Linked DNA regions of Mus musculus: regions 1, 2 and 3 are each linked to region 4. Evidence: chromatin contacts called from public promoter capture Hi-C data. All regions are on one chromosome and are shown on one strand. The core of a region is the stretch at or near the end of the contact, and the rest is flanking DNA. Distances in the headings are between cores, read along the strand shown.

Evidence for each region. Promoter capture Hi-C pulls out the DNA fragments that hold promoters and counts their contacts.
Region 1: a promoter capture Hi-C map of pre-B cells shows a contact between it and region 4, with 4 times the contacts expected there. The contact joins the promoter of Ccdc51 here to the promoter of Smarcc1 in region 4. A contact is called at or near these places in 10 of 39 promoter capture datasets (the 3T3-L1 cell line, the C10 cell line, the HPC-7 cell line and 6 more), 3 of 115 datasets of contacts at active chromatin or transcription factors (astrocytes, embryonic limb bud and stem cell-derived neural progenitor cells) and 1 of 9 other capture datasets (embryonic stem cells).
Region 2: a promoter capture Hi-C map of pre-B cells shows a contact between it and region 4, with 5 times the contacts expected there. The contact joins the promoter of Trex1 here to the promoter of Smarcc1 in region 4. A contact is called at or near these places in 10 of 39 promoter capture datasets (the 3T3-L1 cell line, the C10 cell line, the HPC-7 cell line and 5 more) and 3 of 115 datasets of contacts at active chromatin or transcription factors (bone marrow-derived dendritic cells, extraembryonic endoderm stem cells and kidney).
Region 3: a contact with region 4 is called in a promoter capture Hi-C map of liver, with 4 times the contacts expected there. The contact joins the enhancer-like site here to the promoter of Smarcc1 in region 4. A contact is called at or near these places in 3 of 39 promoter capture datasets (liver and pre-B cells) and 2 of 9 other capture datasets (adipose tissue and macrophages).

Annotation. Positions count from the first base shown.
Region 1 is chr9:109,080,549-109,084,161 of GRCm38.p6, forward strand. It overlaps Ccdc51 (coiled-coil domain containing 51), which reads left to right and starts at 1,948. Exons shown (of 4, transcript NM_025689.4): 1 at 1,948-2,019. Tma7 (translational machinery associated 7) reads right to left here and starts at 1,833. Exons shown (of 4, transcript NM_183250.2): 1 at 1,779-1,833; 2 at 1,623-1,678; 3 at 1,454-1,541. The coding sequence starts at 1,794.
Region 2 is chr9:109,057,954-109,061,245 of GRCm38.p6, forward strand. Trex1 (three prime repair exonuclease 1) reads right to left here and starts at 1,298. Exons shown (of 2, transcript NM_001012236.1): 1 at 1,236-1,298; 2 at 1-975. The coding sequence starts at 968. The coding sequence ends at 24. Atrip (ATR interacting protein) reads right to left here. Exons shown (of 13, transcript NM_172774.3): 10 at 3,157-3,248; 11 at 2,676-2,756; 12 at 2,310-2,559; 13 at 1,794-1,955. The coding sequence ends at 1,888. It overlaps Atrip-trex1 (Atrip-Trex1 readthrough), which reads right to left. Exons shown (of 14, transcript NR_153412.1): 10 at 3,157-3,248; 11 at 2,676-2,756; 12 at 2,310-2,559; 13 at 1,236-1,955; 14 at 1-975.
Region 3 is chr9:111,259,385-111,262,531 of GRCm38.p6, forward strand. It overlaps Mlh1 (mutL homolog 1), which reads right to left. Exons shown (of 19, transcript NM_026810.2): 4 at 2,095-2,168. Among named protein-coding and RNA genes, the nearest start is that of Mlh1, 11 kb to the right of the region's middle. Within about 2 kb of position 1,432, at least 80 of the 459 cell types and tissues checked have an H3K27ac peak or open chromatin away from gene starts, as enhancers often do. A contact at or near this core is called in adipose tissue and liver, where this site is marked.
Region 4 is chr9:110,130,578-110,134,210 of GRCm38.p6, forward strand. It overlaps Smarcc1 (SWI/SNF related, matrix associated, actin dependent regulator of chromatin, subfamily c, member 1), which reads left to right and starts at 1,447. Exons shown (of 28, transcript NM_009211.2): 1 at 1,447-1,731. The coding sequence starts at 1,540.

The sequences.
Region 1 (3,613 bases), core at 698-3,197, 1.0 Mb before region 4:
ATCCAATTGTGGAGCCAGCACTTACTCATGCTTCATCTCACCCCCATGCACATGGCTTGAAGTGAATGTAACACAACACTTCCAGGGCCTCTGCACTTGACTGTAATGCATCATCCAACACCAGGAGTTTGCTTCTGGTGTTAGCTCTCAGATCTGGGACACTTTGGATTTGCAGATTATAAACACTTTGTCTGTACAGGATTTAACCAAGGTCTGACCTCCTTATACATAATCGCAGATTAAAGGTGCCAGATAACTGACCTCATTTTAAAAAGCAATCACAACAGCTACAATTACATTGCTATGTGGATAAACAACAGATCGAACCCAATGCAATAGGTCTTGGGGTGACAGTTCCAGTATCTATGTGACACTGATAACAGGCAGAAATAATTGCTAGTTAGAAAATGCAAAATAGTGCTTTTACAATGCACACAAAGTCAGGCTGGTTGCACAGACTCTAATCTTGGCTATCTAGGTGAAGGCAGGAGAATCTAAAATTCAAGGCCAGCCTCAGAAACTTTTTTTTGGCAGGGTTTCTCTGTGTAGCCCTGGCTGTCCTCGAACTCAGAAATCCCCCTGCCTCTGCCTCCCAAGTGCTGGGATTAAAGATGTGAGCCACCACTGCCCAAATGGTAGAGAACTTGTCTATCAATTTAAAAAACAACAACAAAGGTTAGAGAGATGGCTCAGCATTTAAGAGTACTGGCTGCTCTTCCAGGGGATCTGGGTTCAATTCCCAGTTCACAACTGTCTGTAACTACAGTCCCAGGAGACCTTTGTCTGGTCTTCCAGGGCACTGCACACACATGGTACACAGATATGCATGCATAAAAAACACCTATATGCTTAAATACAAAAATTAAAACTTTTCTTAATGAGATATTAGGACTCCTGGACCTGTGATTCACTCTCAAGAGAAAAAATCGTGGGCAAGGCACAGAGAGAGCATGGAGCGTAGGCTACAGCTCAAGAGGGAGGGTTTGCTTTGCACAAATGAGTGTGCTCCCCAGCATAGCCACAAAACAAAATAGTACCCAGAGCGAAATACATGCTAAGGAGCCTGGACTTTTATCCTCTAGTCTAGATAGCACGACTCAGTATCATTACTGATAACACGACCAGCAAGTAAAAAAAGTCCTATGTTCTAAGGTTAACAACCTATAAAGTGAATTGCTAGTTTGTAACCAGAAACAGGAGGATACTCAGAAACTTAGCTATATGTGTCTGTGCGGCGTACATGTTGGTGTTTCCACTTCTGTAGCTTCTCCATGAACTGGAAGCCCATGACTGTCTTGAGAGGCAACGTTTCCACTCCCGCCCTCTTCGAACTGCACAAACCCAAGGCAGGGGGCTTGGCCAGAGTGTACACCAGACCCAGTAGTTCACCAACGACCCCCGGAACAGACCTGTCCTGCCCTAGTATACCTACAATAGCTCGATCTTCACTTACCCAGGGGGCCCTTCCCGGCGGCCTTGGCTTTTAGCTCTTCGAGTTTCTTCTGTTCCTCCTTTTGTTTCTGCTTGAAAGCCTTATCTTCCTGCAGAGAGGCAAAGCAGGTTCACTCCAGTCCAGTCGCCCATACCCTCAGCGCCCGCCCGGCCTCCGCTCCCGTCCTCACCTCGTCCATCTCCTTGGCCTGCTTCTTGGGCTGTTTCAGGGGCTTCTTTTTGCCACCTGTGGGCGACACGAGCATGCTCGGCCCATCCCCGCCATCGATCGCCCTCCCATGGTTCCCCATCCATCCGTCCCACCCCCGATCTCCAAATAGCCTTACCTTCCCGGCCCGACATGGCGCCTCCAGCCCCTTCACCAGCCCCTGATCGTATGCCGGAAACAGGACTTACAGCCTTCGCTTATGCCGCACCTATGCGTGGCCCCTGATTGGCTGCTAGGCAGGAAGTCACCCTCACGTATTTTAAAGGATGCCTTCAGGGGCGGGTGCTGACCGGTCAGGGGTCAATTGAGTGGCAGACGCGGGGCTTTCTGCTGGAGCCTAATAGGCTTAGGCAATTCAGGTACGGGGCGGAAGGCTCCTTCTGCCTGGGTTTATCCGAAACCGTGGGAGTGGGGGATGGTGTCTGCCTATAAAGCTTGTAATCCGGCACAGAAAGAAAGCATTGCAGGTGGAGGGGAGGGTACATGCAAGTGCCTTTCCGGAACCGAGGAAAGCTCAAGTGGCGGGCACGAGATGGGATAGGAGATGGCAGAAGTGGGTAGTGGCCAATTATCACCCAGTCCTCAGCTTCAGAAGCCGCGGGAAAAAGTTCGGACTTATTGAAACAATGAGTGCAAGTGTTTGCAAATTCTTTCTTCTAGTTCGTTTTTTTGAGTATGTACTTTGTATAGATACATTGTATTCTGGACTGAGGCTTGAGGAACGCTGACATTGTAGCAAGACAAACCTACCGCAGAGCAAATAAGTAAAATACGCATCACACCTTATGTGACCTGTGTGGGGAGGAAAAAAAAAAAAAGCAGAGAAAGTGGTTAAGGAATGCTCCCTTGGTGGGATGTCATTTTTGCTAGGGTAGTTAAAAAAGACTTCTCCAGGGGCTCTCTGAGCAGGACTTTAGGAAGGCCAGGGAGACAACTGTGAACAGGGAAGAGCTAGGCAGTGCCAAGGCCCTGAGTGGAAGACGGCCTTGTGTGTTCCAGTCCTTCATATGATTGGAAGGAGTGAGAAAGCAGTCGAAAATGGAGAGACAATGAGAGTCAGATCCCCTGAAGCTGTGGAGAAGGCGTTGACTTTTGCCCTGAAGAAACTGCGGGACTGTTGAAGGCTGTTGAGATGGAATGGAGATGAGTGAGGGGTAGTCCAGCCATGGCATGCTAGCCAGCGAGACCACTTTGTATACCTGACAGAGATGGGGGTTGGGGAGACTCCTAGGCTTAGAAAGTCAGCAGGATTTTGCTAATAGATTGGATTTGAGTTAGGAGAGAAAACAAGAGGGATTAATTAGGGTGATGTGAGTTTGTCAGCCTAGCATTTGTACCTGAGTTCCCATTAACCACAGTAGCAGGAAAGATGGATTACTATTACGTTTCAAGCAGTGATACAGTTAGATAATATAAAATCCTGAAGAGATGCTTCAGCTGAAGAAGTGACGGAGGGGTGTGTGTGTGTGTGTGTGTGTGTGTGTGTGTGTGTTTGCTTGCTTGAATGAATGTGTGCAATAAAGGCTTGAACCTAGGGCCTCACTCATGTTAGGTAAGTGCTGTATAATTGAACTATATGCCCAGTTTTTGAGGGAAAAATCTAGTTATGAGTGTGTGAATGTATGTGTATATGAGAGAGTGAAAGAAAGACCCCAGAGGCCAGAGCCATCGGGTACCCCAGAGCAGGAGTTACAGGTAGTTGTGACTTGCCTAGTGTGGCTAAGTGCTAGGAGTCAAACTAATTTATATGCCCTCTTAGCCTCTGAACCATCTCTCCAGCCCAGTTATTATTTTTTTTAATAACAGGTTTACTGATATAAAGCTTACTATATAGCTTAGCTATTTAATTTATATAATTCAGTGATTCTAATACATCAAAGATTATACAAATATTACTACAACCAACTATGGAAGCATTTCCTCCCACTCTTTCTGGGTTTGAAATAGAGACTC
Region 2 (3,292 bases), core at 48-2,547, 1.1 Mb before region 4:
TTCATCATATTTCCCCTCTTGACTTACTGCCCAGGTGAGGCCAGGAAGAGTCCATACAGAGTGGCTATTGCCAAGGTCAGGAGGGTCAGCAGGCTCAGTGGGGCCAGCAGCCCCTCCTGTGATGGGGCTTCTGGGACCTTCTCTGGAGGAGGACTCTTAGGTCGCCTGCTCCTGCCATTGCTGGGACTTCCATTGGCTGTGGCCAGGGGTGTAGTAGCTGTGGCAGCATGTGGCCTTAGGTTGGTTGTTCCAGTGGTAGCCGGAGTGCCGTACATGGGCTTGACGGTGCTAAAGGGCCGGGCATGTTCGTCCACCCACTGCAGTAGGGCCTGTGGCTTCCACTGACAGATGCTGAGCAGGGTTAGAACATCACCTTCAGCAGTATGTGAGTCTGTCGGTGCTTGCCAGTACAGGCGGGTGTAGATGCTGCCCAGGCTGTAGCTTTTCCTCGAACCATTCCCTGAGGGGCTGCTAGCTTGTTCCAAGGCCTTTAGGGCAGCGATGCTGTCCACACAGAAGGTACCATCTAGGGGACTGGGAGTGCTCAGCCTAGCAAGCTCTGTCTGGAGCAGAGGAAAGTCATAGCGGTCACCGTTGTGTGCCACAAGGCAGCAAGGCTGTGGCTGGCGCTGCAGGAAGGCTCGGAGCAGGATGGCCAGGTTGTCATCGAAGCGTTGACGCCCCTGTACTTCCAGCTCAGCTTTGCTCAGACCTGTGATCTCACTGGCCCCAGGGCTACAGGCTTTCCCTGGAGCAATGCACAGAGAGAGCTTGTCCACCACACGGGGCGGTCTGGGCACTGGAGGTGGATGTCCCTGAGAAATGGAAGTGTTCTCCAGAGCACGTCTGTGGACAGCCAGCAGGCACAGCTCTGTGACTTCGGGCCGAGACGAAGGCAGGCCAGTGGCTTCCAGGTCTAAGAAGATGAGGGTCTGCATGTGACCATGGGGCAGGGTCTGTGAGCCCATGCTGAACCTGGGGAGGAGATGGGGTAATGAGTAGCAGCAGGAAGGTCTCAAGTGGGCTGAGGTGGGGTGCAGAAAGGCAGCTCAGCCCTTCCCTTCAGCAGGTACTATCCAGGGCCACTAGAAGCTGGAGGGCAGGGTTGTTCTAGTGGGATGGATCCACTACTTATTTGCCTTTTGAGGGAGGCCCTTCCCCTAGTGCTGACTACCTTCAGGGTGAGGGAACCCTATTCTCTTCTGCCTTACCCCATACCCTTACTCCACACTTACCGAGAAGCAGGCAGCAAGGCACTCCGCTGGGTCTGCTGCTGGCAGCAGTGTGGCTGAGGAAGTAAAACTGCCTGGGTCCACCCATAGGCCTGCCTCCTGAACAGGGCCCGCCCTGCTGTTAGCCTGCCAGGCCTGGCCCTCGTGCTGACGCTCCTCCCTCCCTCCCCAAGCACCCCAAAGGCCTTCCTAGATCCATATCTGTGATCCTGCTGGCTGGTAAAATGGACTACTGCCCCAACACTGACAACTCAAACTGGGTTGTCTCTAGGATTCAAATGTGCCCGTGAGCCTCTGCCTTTTCTTGTCTTTCCCCCAGTCCTTGATCCAGGCCTTCCTAAAAAGGGCTGCCTCCTTGGCCACAAACGTACCCCTGCCCCCACCACGGCCCCCGCCCAAAGCTATGACTCAGGGTAATTCCCGAAGAGGGGCAGGGTTTTTCCTCAGGGCAGATCAGTTACCATGGGGGCCATCTCAACTCCAGCAGGAGTCATCTCATCAATTCTTGGTCTGCCCTGTCCCTCCCTCTCAGCCACACAAATCGGACTCAGGAAACAAAGCTTGTGTTCTCAGCAGGAAGTGCAGTTTTAATCAGTGGATATGGCAAAGACGGCGGTGGGAGCTGGCGCCACCTTGTGGCTGGATGCTCAGGCCCTCAGTTACAGTCCATCTCAGAGTCTTCCAAATCAGTCTCCGCAGCACAGAGGTCATCCAGGGCAGCCTCTGAGCCAAAAGGAAGAGGGGTCTGAGGTTAACTCGACAGCGTGGGGGCTTGGAGGCCCCCATGCTCCCTAGCGTCACAGGAACCAACCAGTCCCTTCTATGCACAGGCTTTGCTCCCTCAGCGACTGTGAGCAAAAGTGACACAAAGGCAATTCGGACAGATCTTTGTGGAAAACCATGGCTCAGCGAGGCCAATTCAATAGACACCATCAAATGGGAACCTGTCATACTCAAAGACCCAGAGCAGGAAGGTAATACCCATGTGCCAGGAATGGCTCTGGAGGCAAGGGGAGACTCATGGAAAGGAGTCTGACAGAGGCACACGAAGGCTAGGACAGTGTCGTGCTAGCTTACCTTCACAGTCAGTCACATCAGGAAGGGCTCGAATCAGCATGCTGACCCCTGGCATCACCTGGTCGTACTGATGCAGGACCTCGACACAGTGCACAGTGAAGAGCTTGTCCTTCTGAGATAGGCTATGCAGCAGCAGCACAGTGTCCCGCAGACAGCGTATCGTCTGCTTCTGCTGGTGGGTCCTTGGACCTCCTGCCCGCCGCACCGTCAGCCATTGCCTGTGCAACATCACAGTGAGCGCTCTGACTGCCTAGGGTGAGAGGGCACAGCCTGAGGTCCAGAGACTTACTCACCTCACCACTTCAAGATCAACAGGATTGCTCTTAACTAACTGAGCATCCATGATGCTGGTCTCTGGCCACTCACCTCTACATTGCAGTGACAGTCAGAACCAATGCCAGCGGGGGCAGGGCTCTGTACACTCAGCTTGGCCAAGAGCCATACTACCTGGAACAAGAAGAGATAGTACCCATCCCATGTAGAACAGACGGTTGTCACAGGGCTTTGGCGGGCATTTCTAAGGTGCTCTAGCTACGTCTACAACTGCTTGCCTGCACAAGTGGGGTACAAGTAGTGGTAGTCTCAGGCTTTCAGACTTGAATCTCACCAACAGCTTACTGCTTCCAGGACCAGGATCGGGGCCCCCAAAGCCCAGGCAGCTCTGCTGAGCACCACTATAACCCAGGATGTGCTTGTATTGAATCCCTGTGAGGAACCCCTACATTTTACCCGTTGCTGTTTGACAAACTGGCAAAAAAGGAATTGTAGCTCCCACTTTCCCACAAGGGAAGGAGACTCTGGGCTCTCGGGGGGTGGGAGTGAAGGGTGAGCAGTGTCTGAGTCTTACCTCTTGTTCCAGCTGAAGCCACTGTGTCTCTGAGGCCGTTCTGTCAGGCCTTGATGTGATGTACATGTACAGCCTCAGGAGAAGGCAGCCTTCTGAAAAGGATGCAGGCCTCACTCAGGGACCCCCTTTTCTTTTC
Region 3 (3,147 bases), core at 182-2,681, 1.1 Mb after region 4:
TAGCCAGCAGCAGTAGGGTAACCTGTAACCCCAGCCTTAGCCAGCAGCAGTGGGGTAAACTGTAACCCCAGCCTTAGCCAGAAGCAGTAGGGTAACCTGTAACCCCAGCCTTAGCCAGCAGCAGTAGGGTAACCTGTAACCCCAGCTCTCTGGAGGCAAAAGGAGGAACTCATTGCAAGTTCCAGGCAGCCAGAGCTTTCTGTCTCAAAAACAAAACAAAGCTCAATATCCCACGGAAAAATAGCTCCTGATCAGCCCCAGGGACAGTCTTTTATTCAATGTAGATTAATGTGTTAAGGGATCTAGTAAGACCCTTTAGCCTGGGTAGGTGACTGTGGAGGTGGTAGCATCAGTGAAAAGAACAAAACTCATCCAAGCTTTAAAGAGAAATAGTTTCAGGTGAATAGAAAAAATCCTCGTAAGTCAGAGAGCAAGGAGCTTTGGAACACGCGGCACTTTGGTAATATGTGGAGAGAAGGGCTGAAAAGTGTGTCAGGACATTTGGAAGTGTCTTAGTGTTACTATTATTGTAACAAAACACCAGGACCAAAGCAATTTGGGGAGAAGCGGGCTTATTTGGCTTATACTTCCACACCAAGTCGGGACAGGATCTCAAGCAGGATGGAAACCTGGAGGCAGGAGCTGATGCTGAGGCCATGGAGGGCGCTGCTCCCATGCTTGCTCAGCTTGCTTTCTTATAGAACCCAGCCAGGGATGGCGCCACCCACAATGGGCTGGGCACCTCACCCATTAATCACTGATTAAGAAAATGTCTTACAGCCAGATCTTAGGGAAGCATTTTTTAAATTAAGGTTCCCTCTTCTTAAATGATTTTAGCATGTCATAAAACTATCCAGCACAGGAAGGCATCGGGTGACAAGATGAAACAAACCTTTGAATTTTATCCTGCCACAGAAGGGAGTCAGTCACTAGAAGCCCCAGGTGTGGCATAACAAAAAACAAAAACAAAAACAACCAAAAAACCCAACAAAACACAGATGTCTTGAAACAGGACTCCCAGCTCAGGCTACCTACAAAACACTTAACTCACAATTGTCCCTCTGGTTTTTACTCAATCAGACCACCCAGAATTCACACCCCAAATCAAGACCCCTAACCCAGCACTGCTCACTCTGAAGCACTCTCTCTTCTGTTACAGCACACATTAGTCTTCAGGAGACTGAGGGCACAGAATTGTCCTGATTTAATTTACAGACAACCTGCAGGCTTTTCTTTCTTTCTGCATTCATTAGGGATGACTAAAGGTTTCAGCCAGTGCAAGCCAGTGCTTACAGAAACAAAAGCATGACTGTGATTTCTTGAATCCCATGTTTGTTCTGTCTCAGGACCATTTCCAAGCCTCTGGAAACTGCCAGCACAACACCAGGCAGCAGCTATTTCCTGGAAAGCAAGCCAGCTCACACAGGCCCAAGGAGAAGAGTGCCAGAAGCTCGGGAGCCAGCACACCAGCCAGAGACCTGTAATCAGCCCAAAGTGCTGCCCCTCACCAAAGGGCAAAGGGCAGAAATAACATGAGCAACTACTGTGTGCTTAAAATCCTAAGTGCAATGGATACCTTCCTGGGTACTTGTAATGTGTTACAACTCATCTTTTAGGAAGCCATCCAGTGGGGCTGGAGATGGCTCAGCTGTTAAAAGCACTGGCTATTCTTCCAGCAGATCATTCCAGCAGATCAAAGAGGCCAAAGAGAGAAGGAACAGGAAATGAGAATATCTCATTACCTAGAAACTTCCAGAGAACCTGTATTCTATTCCCAGGACCTACATGTTGTGCTCACAGTTTGCAATCATATGTAACTCCTGTCCCAGTAGAGCCCATACCTTCTTCAGGCCTCTCAGGGTACCAGCCATACACATGGTACACAGACGTGAATGCAGTCAAAATAGCCATACACATAAAATATGCTAATTTAAATCTTAAAAAGAAGCCATGAGGTAAGAGAGTTCCACCTCATGATCATCCCTGTGGATGAGTATTTTATCCATAGGAATGGAAGGAAAATCAGTATCCTAGCGGGGGTCAAGGGGAGTAACACATATGTTTAGGGTGGACACAGAAGTCATTATCACATACCTGTACGCACATTTCCCATCAGCTGTTTTGGTTGTAATAGTGACATGGGCCACATGGCTTATGCTTGCCAATGCCTAGGGAGGAAGGGAACCAGATGAAAGAAAACTTCACTGTTGCTTCATCAAGGCAAAGGTTATCGAACTTGCCTCTTCCAACCTATATTAACGTGGCAACAATGAGCAATCTGATGCTGTTTAAGAAAGAGATAAAATCTAATCCACAAGGTAATCATTAGAATAAGGGAAAGCATATGTTAAAAGGAGTCACACCAAACTTCCTCTGTTGACAGTAACTGTATAGTTCATGCTGCTACCACAGGGACTGTGCCGGGCAGTTTTCATTACCATAGCACACGAGATGATCAACTTATAGTCAACAGGCTTCTATTAGCTCGTGGTTTTAGATGACCCACTTAATGATCAATAGTTGCTGATGCTTTTGGTCCTGTGTTGAAGAAACTCATTGTGGTGTGAAGTTCATGGAGACCAAAGCCACTCACACTTCACATTCAGAGGCCAAAGAGAACAAGAAGGGGTTCACTGTTCCCTTAAAGGGCACATCTTATAACCTGGATACCATCTACTAGGTCCTACACTTATCTTAAATAATTTTCTAATAACAACCAACCATGGACGAAGCTTTCAGTGCATGGGCCTCTAGAGAGTATTACAGACTTAAAGGGTAATATATTCTCAGTGATATATCTGCCAAGGAATTAAAAAATGTGCCTTCAGAAAAAAACAACGGGATCTCTCAAAACAGCTTCATAGAAACAATTATATTTTTTAAAATATGAATTTAAAATTGCTCCAGGGTCTGTGCAACATCATCTGAACACCAGAGGCAGCTTCAGCTCACTGAATGAAGCATGGCTCTGCCCGGGTGGCTGAGGCAAGAGGATCACTGGAACCTTGGAGTTTGAGATCAGCAGAGCAGCTCAGTCCCATCTCAAAAACACAGGAACTAGAAAGGAGCATGCTTCAGACTCAGAGATTACTTGGTCAGAGCCGCACTTTCCTGGCTCATATAATCTATCCTTCTCTCTTTCTCTTT
Region 4 (3,633 bases), core at 197-2,696:
TAAATTACATTTATGCATTTACTTTATGTTGCTTATGTCTGTGGGTGTGAATGTGCCATGACAAGCATGTCATTCCAGGCTGCCTGTAGAAGTCAGAGGACAAGTTAGTTGGTTGGTTCTCTCCTTCCATTGTTCCAGTTCCAGAATTGAATTTAGGTCGTCACTATTGGCATTACCCGCTGAGCCATTTCACTGCCCTGCTCCATTTTGTTGTTGAGACAGGGTCTCTGTATGTAGTCTTGGAACTCACTATGGTAACAAGCTGGCCTAAAAGTCAGCGACCTCCTGAGTGCTAGGATTACTACCACCCAGAATTAGGTATGGGTGATGTATGTGTGCCACAGTACACAGTCAGGGTGTAACTTCGTGAAGAATTTCACCTTCTACTTTTATGAGAATTCTGGGGTTCCAACTCAGGTTGCCAAGCTTTTTAAGAACTGAGCCAAATACATAACCTGAGACAACTAGTCTCTTTTGTTTGTTCAGGCAGGGAGGGTTTCCTGTAGCCCTGGTTGTCCTGGCTTTCAAGCTCTATGTACATCAGGCAGGCCTGGAACTCAGAAAACCTCCTGCTTCTACCTTATGGGATTAAAGGCGTGCACACTACATCTTCTAGGCTATCTCCATTTTTTTTTAAGGTCTATAAACTCATCACACCTCCTCACTTGGAGCTTCGTGAACATATCATGTTCACGTTTCCAATACAGCCAATACATTGTTTACAATGTAAACTTTCAGCCTTCATATAGCCTTCAAATGTAGATAAAGCGTCCAGTTCCCAACGCGGATGATAAAAACACCAGGTTGAAGAGAGAGCTACAAAAAAAACCGTTGGGTAATTGTGATCACTTGTTCACTCAGGGACTGGTTTTCTGGAATACTTTTAAAGTGATGAATTTGAGAGAGTGCGAATCACAAAGGAAGATAATGTCCAGGTCGCAGAAGTAGCTGGAGCTAGGCCGACTAAGCAGAAACCATCTGATGTGGTTCGAGAAACATTAATGAAGCCCCAAGAAAGACTAGGTCTTTAATGCAGGTCCCCAAACCGACGCGGCCTCCGGGACTAGCAGGAATTGCTTACTAGCGCTCGGGGGCGGGTACGCGGGGGGGTGGGGTGGGGTGGGGCTCGGCTCGCACTGCACACCCTAGACCGCTTTTTCTAGTAGAGATACAGAACCTCCTTGAGATTGTTGACCGCCTAACGAATAGACAAACGGGGCCCGGAAGAGTCATTCGTAGTGTCTACCAACAGCAGAGGCTGAGGCTCAGTTCCGAGAGACCAGAGGAAAAGGCGGGCAGCCTCAGTCCGTAGGGGACTACCGGCGTGCTGCGCATGCGTACGCCCGCTCTCAGTGCCTGTTCGTTGCAGCTTTAGGGTCCAGAAGGGGCGTGGCCGCGCCTCGGCGCCGGAAGAGGGTTGGCTGGGCGGGGCTAGGAGGAGGAGGAGGAGGTGGCATCTGCGCGCGCGCGCGCGGGTGCGAACGGGAAACGCCGCGAGGGCCAGGCTAGGCCGGGCGGTAGACACGACGGACGGTGACTATGGCCGCGACAGCGGGTGGCGGTCCGGGAGCAGCAGCAGGCGCCGTGGGTGCAGGGGGTGCGGCGGCGGCCTCCGGGCTGGCCGTGTACCGGAGGAAGGACGGGGGCCCGGCCAGCAAGTTTTGGGAGAGCCCGGACACGGTGTCCCAGCTAGATTCGGTGCGAGTCTGGCTGGGCAAGCACTACAAGAAGGTGGGTTCGCGCGCGCCCGTGGGGACCGAGGAGCCACGCGACGGGGGCTGATGGTGGCTGCCCGCTTCGCATGTCTGGGGCCGCCCCTCCCCCCCCCCCTCCGCGCGCCACGAGGGACAACAAAGGCCGGCTCGGCGCTTGCCACGCCCCCGCGGGCGACTAGGCACGCGGCGACCTGGCCCCAGCTGCTGGCTCTCTGGGGCCCACGTACTCGCGTGGGAAGCCCCATCTCACTCTCTCTTATGTGCAGGAGAGGTGGAACTGGACAGAGTCGCAGAGCGTGTGTTTCTGTTCTTTTGTTAGCTGCCTTAGGTGTGTGAACAAAGAGCCCATCCTAATAAAAGTATCTTGAAGTTTTGTTTAGAGACCAGTTGTTGAGCGTCTAGGTAACTAAGGGCTTGCTACCCTATGTGGATTAGTAGGGGACCTTGGATGACTGGCCTTGTGGATTCATGTAGGTTTAAACCTTGTATTGTACAATTGATATAGAACTATTAAAAGTGTTGGTTTTCCACTTCATTGTACTTTAGGTGGTGTGTAAGGATGTGAGTACAAGCGAGAGTTAGGTTTTTTTGTTTGTTTGTTTTGTTTTTCGTAGCCCTGGCTGTCCTGGAACTCACTTTGTAGACCAGGCTGGCCTCGAACTCAGAAATCCTCCTGCCTCTGCCTCCCAAGTGCTGGGATTAAAGGCATGCGCCACCACACCTGGCGAGAGCTTAGTTTTTATCATATATATATTTTTTGCAATGTTAATTTTTTTGGGAAAAGTGTGTTTCCCGTACTTTAGAATGCAAATTCTGCTGAGTCAGTTGTTTTACAAAAGTCGTGAATTAACCCTTTGTTGACACTTTAAAAAGAATTACAACTATTTACTTTGGAGGGGTACACACAACTCCTGTTTTCATGTCCACTTAAGCAAATCAATTCTCCTCGAACACCATACTGGTCCAGGAATTGAACTTAGATACTTTTTTTTTTTTCAGAGACAGGGTTTCTCTGTATAGCCCTGGCTGTCCTGGAACTCACTTTGTAGACCAGGCTGGCCTCGAACTCAGAAATCAGCCTGCCTCTGCCTCCCAAGTGCTGGGATCAAAGGCATGGGCCACCCGGCTTGAATTTAGATCTTGATGCTTGTGACAAGTGCTTTTACCCATGTGTTTCCACCTCACTGGCCCCAATAATACCTCTAGTAAAATTTCACCTTTATATAAATGTTGAAAAATGAATCCCTTAGTTGATATGATGAAACATCCAAAACACTTCCTCTACTCTTAAATTAAGTAGTAGTGGTTACCCCATTGCGGACCCAGAGTGGGTGTTGAGATTTACAAGCCTGAAAATGCATCTCCATGTCCTGGCTCATAGTTGACATTTAACTGTCTCACCTTGCATAATAGTTGTTTAGTGTTTGTTGAATGAATGAAAAGTTAAACTAGGACCTGGGGATTTAAATCAGTTTGTAGAGTGTTTGTTTAGCATGGGTTAGGTCTAGAGTTTGAACCCCAGCACCCAGCAGAGAGCCACCAAAACCAGGCATTGGTGGCTCTCTGCTGCAGTCTTTTGAGAGGTGTGAAGTTCAAGGCCATCCTTTGTATGGATGGAAGGTTAAGACAAGCCTCAAGTACCAATATCAGACTCTGTCTTAAAAAACTAAAAAGGGACAGACTAGTCTGAACCATTTCATTCAGTGTCTGCAGCTTAGTGAAGCCTATTTGTGTTTGACAGGGAGCTTGGGTTGCTTTGGTAATACACTGGTGTTTTCAGAAGTGGTCATGTCTCTAAAGCTTTGAAGTCAGAAATACAGTTGACTTATTTCTGCTTGGTGTACCTTACACTTTGTCCTCTTCCTCCTCTCCCTGCTCTCCCGTTTCTGACACCATCTCACTATTTAGTCCAGACTAG